Regions from separate parts of the Sus scrofa genome. Here region 1 is linked to region 2. Evidence: chromatin contacts called from public promoter capture Hi-C data. All regions are on one chromosome and are shown on one strand. Each heading gives the region's core, a stretch centred on a gene start, on an enhancer-like site or on the middle of the called end of the contact. The rest is flanking DNA. Distances are from core to core; before and after follow the strand shown.

Region 1 (2,826 bases), core at 35-2,534, 220 kb before region 2:
CAGGTTCAATAAAAAGGAAGTTGGGGGGGGGACACAACCAAATGATTTAGGGAATTTTGAAAGCCACAGGTGACCTTTGTCAGGCTCACCTCTTAAAGTGGGCACCAAAGTTGGTTTGCAGAAGAAAATGAGTGGCAGATTAAGACACGGATGTGATAATAATGAGAACGGGGCTTTACCTCCCCAAGAGCTGGGCTGTGAGGCGGTGGGGACTGGAGGCAGACTGGATCAAGTGTTTTGAAATTTTCCGTGTTTTTAAAAATGTATAAATTTGTTTGCCATGATTAAGGGCCGTGGGAAGATGCTGCTAGAAGGAGCCTGAATGTCCAGGAGAGGGAAGAACCTGGGAAAAGCCACTCTTGGATTGGACATAGAGGGAAACCGTCCTTGAGGCCAAAAAGATAATCGAAATCTCTACTGGAAACGTGTTTTCAAAGGGCGAAAGGAGGTGACTTGCCATTATGGAGCCCTCCCTGCGAGCCAGTCCCTTCCCCTAATTTAAATGTAGTGGTCTAATTGGAAGACACACTAGCCGGGTTTCTTTCCACGAATCCGTTCATCATTAAAAACGAATAAAAGAAGTATTCCCTCAATCTTAACTCCTCTTGCAGATGCTAAGCCAGCTGCAGTGTTTTCAACGTCACAAAGAATAAACCACCCCTGGAGCAGCTGGTTCAGGAGCGGCTCTGGGCTGCAGTTATCTCCCTTGTTCTGTCGAAGTCGGTTACTGTCCAGCGCGATTTTGTTCAAGCCTCAGCGCCCAGAGGAGGGGAGGTGCCTGCAGCGCGGGCGGCCGGCGTTCGGCGGGAGGCGGGCGCGGGTTGCAGGAGAGGGAGACGCGGAGAGGGGCGCTGGAGGCTCTCCCGGGACTCGCGGCCACCGTCGCTCCCATCGCCAGCGCGTCGGCCGGCCCAGCCCGGGCTTTCCCCGTCGCTCCCGGTCCTCCCGACAGCGGCTAGGCGTCCGGCCCCCGGGGGAGGCCGCTCCGGTCCCCACTGCCACCCGGTGCCCCTGACCACCCTGCAGCCGCTTTCGGTTCCGCGCCTTATAAGGCCTGACAGGAGGGTCACGTGCGTCCCGGGCCGCCCGCCGGGAGGAGGGGGCGGCGGGGGGAGGGGCGGGAAGCGGGGAGGAAAAGGGGAGGGAGTCGGGGGCGGAGGAAGGAGCTAGGGGCGGATTCTGCGGCGGTGGGAGGCGGTGGCGGCGGCGGCGGCGCGGCAGCGGCGGGGAGCGGACCGCTCGGAGCTGGACCGAGGAGGAGAAGGAGGTGGAGGTGGAGGAAGGGACCGGCGCGGGGGCGGGAGAGCGCAGCGCGGCGGAAGCCGGAGACCGCGGGAGGGCCGGTGGCCGGCCCCGGGCGGGAGCCGGGGCGGCGGCGGCAGCAGCGGCCGAGAGGACCGCGGCGAGGAAAGCGCATCCAGCGGCCCCGGCGGCGGCGGCGGCGGCGGCGGGGGCCCGGGTCCGCGCGCCCGGGCGGCCGGCGGGCACGGGCTGGCGCGATGGAGCCGCAGCACGTGCGCCCCGCGTCCGGCGCCCGCAGCCCGGCCTGGGAGGAACCGGTGGGTACAGCGCCCGCGCCCGCCCCCTCCCACTTCTCCTCTGCTCCCCCCCGCCCGGGCCGGGTTCCGTTCAGGAAATGGCCCGGGATGAGGTCCCCAGCTGCTTCCCACCCGGGACAGCGCTTCCTCCGCCGCCCGGGCTCCTCCTCGCGCGCCGCCCGGAGCGCCTTTGTCCGGGCCGGCCGAGGCTCTCCCCCAGGGGCCGCGGACGAGCCACTGACCACGGCCCTCCAAGGACCGTTTTCCGTGCTTCATCGACTTCGCAACTTTTTCCTTGATTTCGGAGCGTGGAGGGTGGGTAGGGAGGGGGCAAAAAGAAGCCCAGACTGGGGGTCAGCGTGCAGGGCTCGGAGGAGACAGGTCTTGCCTCTTGAGACCGCGCCCTGGGCGGTCACCTGGGCGCTGCAGGTTCCTAAGGAGCCGCGCTTGGCGAGGCGGATCGCAGCTAGAAGCCGGGAACCACGCCTCCGCCTCCTGCTCGCCGCTAAAGCCCCGGGCTTTTCTAGGGTTCGAGGGGGTTGCCAGGGATGAAGCGGGAAGCTGACCTCGATTTCGCTTAGGATTTCGCTGCCCGTGAAACGCGGAGGTTGGGCAGTTTGGGGGACCGAAAGTAACGTGGGCATGTGCATTGTGTGTGCGCGGGTAAGGAGCAGGAGGACGGGGGAATTGGGGGCTTGGGATTTGTTCCCTCAAACTCCTTCAACTTCCTCTCTTCCAACTCAGAGAGTCAGAACCATCTCACATCCCTCCGGTGATTCTAGCCCGAAATCCCCGTCTCACTCAGAGCTCTGTAATCCTGTGTGGGCTGCCTTTTCCCTGGCATCGAATTTTGGCTCTCTCCGCCCTGCCTCGATGTTTGCTGTTCCGTCTTGGTTGACATTCTTGAACCTATTTGGAAAACCTCGTCCGAAATTTCTGGCCTCACCAGTGTTCTGTTCAACACGTTCGGATGCTCTTTTCCCAGGAACTCCGAGGATCTGCTCAGGCTGGCCCCCTGCCTGTTGAGAGCTTCTAGGTCAGGTGCCAAGCTTGGTTCCCCCTTTTCTTTTCTAGTATGTACCCTCCCAGCTCCTTTGCCAAAGTACATTTCTCTGCCTTCTGTTTCCCGACCTTTCAGGAGTGTCCTTAAACTCGGATCCATCTGTATCTGCAGCTGTCTTTGCTTTTGTCAATTTGAACATGTTGTTAGGTTGCCCATCTGCTCGTATTTCTTCTATTGTGGTTATTACTGGGGATTAAGTTTATTCTTGAAATTAAAAATACAGTT
Region 2 (2,855 bases), core at 211-2,710:
AGGCTAGGGGTCTAATCGGAGCTGTAGCCACTGGCCTACACCACAGCCACAGCAACGCCAGATCCGAGCCATGTCCGCTGCAGCTGGATCCTTACCCACTGTGCGAGGCCAGGGATTGAACCCTCACCCTCATGGTTCGTAGTCATATTTGTTTCCGCTGAGCCACAACGGGAACTCTGGAAATTAAATTTTCAAGATTCTCTCTTATACAGATTACAAGTCTCCTAAACTCCCTGCTTCCCCTGTGGTCTCCTTAAGATCCATTCTCTGCAGGGAAGAGCTTAAAAAAAAAAAAATTTAAACCATAGTATCTCACCCCTATTTAAAACTCTTCATAGAAAGACAAAAAGACAACAAACAAAACAAACAACTCTCCAGTACTTTTCATCGCACTCAGAATAAACTCCTAATTCCTTTATTGGTTACAAAACCCTCCAGGATGTAACCCATTCTTGTTTACTTCTCTGAGCTTATTTCCTCTTACTTTCTCATACCTCCCCCCTCAAACCCAATTTAGGACCTTTGAATTAGCAGTTTCCTTTGCCTGGAATGCTCTTCCCTCTGATATTTGCACGCCTGTCATGAAACCCCTGCTTATATCTCTCCTTGTCAAAACAATTGCCAGCACGTTATTCACTCTGTTTCCTCTGCATAGAGGAACCAACAGATTATTTCTCTCCCCTCCCCGCCATAAACTCCCTAGAACCTCAATTTATCTGTCTTCGAGGCTGCTCAACTGAGTGCCTGGAATAATACCCAATATATGTAGGCTCTCAACAAAAATTTGTTAAATGAAGAAATGAACAGATGACTGTACCCTTTCTTCCCTGCCCGTCTATCCCAACCAGGGCAAAACTCATCATGAGGATACACTTAAAAATGTCTTTCTCATCTTTCAGGTATTTCCACCCTTGAGGAATAGATGTCTTCGAGGAGACTGCAACTTCGGAGGACTAGCCCTTCCGATTCTACCGTGATTTTACATACTAGCTTTTCATCTAGGTCTTGGTTTTTCTGTGACCAGTGCTTTACACTCCGATTCTGAAATCACGTAACGACATCAGGGTGAGCACTAGGGCCCGGAAATCTCTTGATGCTAATTGTTGAGGTTAGGAAAGGGCTGTAGGCCTGGTGTGCTGTGAGTGGTCCTCCCTAGAGATGCTGGGGAGAAGGGGCGGAGCCACCCAAAGATGCGCCTTTCTTGGGCCGTCAGATCTGGTGGCTGCCGGAATGAGAAGAACCCCGTGAATTAGAAGAAAGCAAAACTAGTCTGGGGAGAAGAAGGAGCCCAGCTGACCCTAGGCGGTAAGACCCAGGGGTCGAAGGAAAGGAATCAGAGCCTCAAACCAAAACTGCTGGGCAAGCCAAGACTTGGCTATTTTGCCAGAGGAAAGGGTTAAACAGTTGCCAAGGTAACGGGCCAGGAAGCGCGCAAGACGTCCGCCGCAGGTTCGTAGGTCAGCCTCGAGTTTAAAGCTCCCCTAGCCGAGCGGATTCTGACCAATGGCGAGGCCGCTGGACGCGGTCACGTGACTCGCGGGGCCGTTCCGCTAGCTGCCCCGGAGCACGTGGAAGGTTTTTCCTGTTGCTTCTTTCCTTCTTTCAAAGCCCACCCACTTTTGCGCGGGCTCGGTCGCGGAGTTCTTCTCGCGAGAAGTGTGCCACCCTCTCGCGAGAGTGAGTGGGAGGCGTGAGGACTAGGAGGTGTTGCGGGCTGGAGCTGCGGCGGCGGCGGCGGAAGCTGGGGGTGGGCAGGCGGGGGCGGGCCGCGGGGCGGGAGGGGGGAGGGCTGGGGGCCGCTGCGGGAGGGGGCGCCCGCCTGCTCGGCAGCTCGCGCGGCTGGTCGTTGCGGGCCGCTGACATGCCTGTGAGCTGCGGAGGCTGCGGCCCCCAGGTGAGCCGGGCGCGGATCCGCCCGCGACGTGAGCGGCGCCGTTGGCTGGGGTGGCGGCGGGGTGTGGGGCCGCTGTGGATGGAGCGGCCCGACTCGGGCTCTGCAGCTCCTCCGCTGCCCGCAGTCCCTGGTCTGACTTGGGGGCTGCCCAGAGCTACGCTTTCGCAGGGTGGTGGGAGGAGGGCGGGAAGAGCAAAGCGGAGGGAGGAAGCCATAGGCACCGGGGCGGGGGCGGGGGGGGGGGTGTCCTCAGGCTCGAGGTTGGGGGGGTCTTCCTGGGGCCCGAGTGTGGCGGCGAAGCTTCAGCCCTCTTGAATGACAAGCTCAGTTTCTATCCCCAGGGTGGTCTGCAGAGCCGGGTCCCGCCGGTGCGTGCTGGTGCGTGTGCTTAGTTTGTGTTCGTGGTGCGCGCACGGGGGCATATGCAGGAGGAGGACGTTGCACTTTGTCCCCGAACAGCATCCTTCACTGTCAGAACCCTTGAGCCCTAGAAACAGGCACAACCCAAATCTTGTGACGGGAGCGGAAAGCGCAAGCAGCTCCTTGGAGTGTTGATACTTGGATTTGCTGTCAAATTTTCTCCTTGGCTGTTTGATGGCTTAAATACTGGCCATCCATATTCCTAATGGATTTGGTATATTCTTGTATCCCAGGCACCTAACCTGCTTTATTAAAAAAAAATGTGGATGTGACCAAAGAATTAAAAGCATTGGCAAAATGACAATGGCAGTACAATCTAAATCTCCGTGATGTGACATGGTGACAGTCCTGTTTACCCTCTCCTCTAAAACCTTATTAAACTGGAGGTGGTTTAACTTAAGATGCTAAGGAAATTTCAGGGTGAGAAATACTGCTGAAACACATATCTAATGGCCTTAGTGCAGACTGGAATTAAAAATTCTGGTTCTCATTTCAGCTTTGTAATTACTCAGTTCCTTGCAAAACTTGTAAGCTTTTCTTA

Evidence for each region. Promoter capture Hi-C pulls out the DNA fragments that hold promoters and counts their contacts.
Region 1: a contact with region 2 is called in a promoter capture Hi-C map of fetal liver, with 2.4 times the contacts expected there. The contact joins the promoter of DGKH here to the promoter of AKAP11 in region 2. A contact is called at or near these places in 1 of 5 promoter capture datasets (fetal liver), 1 of 47 Hi-C or Micro-C datasets (heart right ventricle) and 2 of 2 datasets of contacts at active chromatin or transcription factors (alveolar macrophages and skeletal muscle).

The regions. Positions count from the first base shown.
Region 1 is chr11:24,969,386-24,972,211 of Sscrofa11.1, reverse strand. DGKH (diacylglycerol kinase eta) reads left to right here and starts at 1,284. Exons shown (of 32, transcript XM_021065624.1): 1 at 1,284-1,559. The coding sequence starts at 1,500. LOC106505301 (a long non-coding RNA gene) reads left to right here. Exons shown (of 3, transcript XR_002336682.1): 3 at 290-1,074.
Region 2 is chr11:24,751,015-24,753,869 of Sscrofa11.1, reverse strand. It overlaps AKAP11 (A-kinase anchor protein 11), which reads left to right and starts at 1,460. Exons shown (of 13, transcript XM_021065623.1): 1 at 1,460-1,677.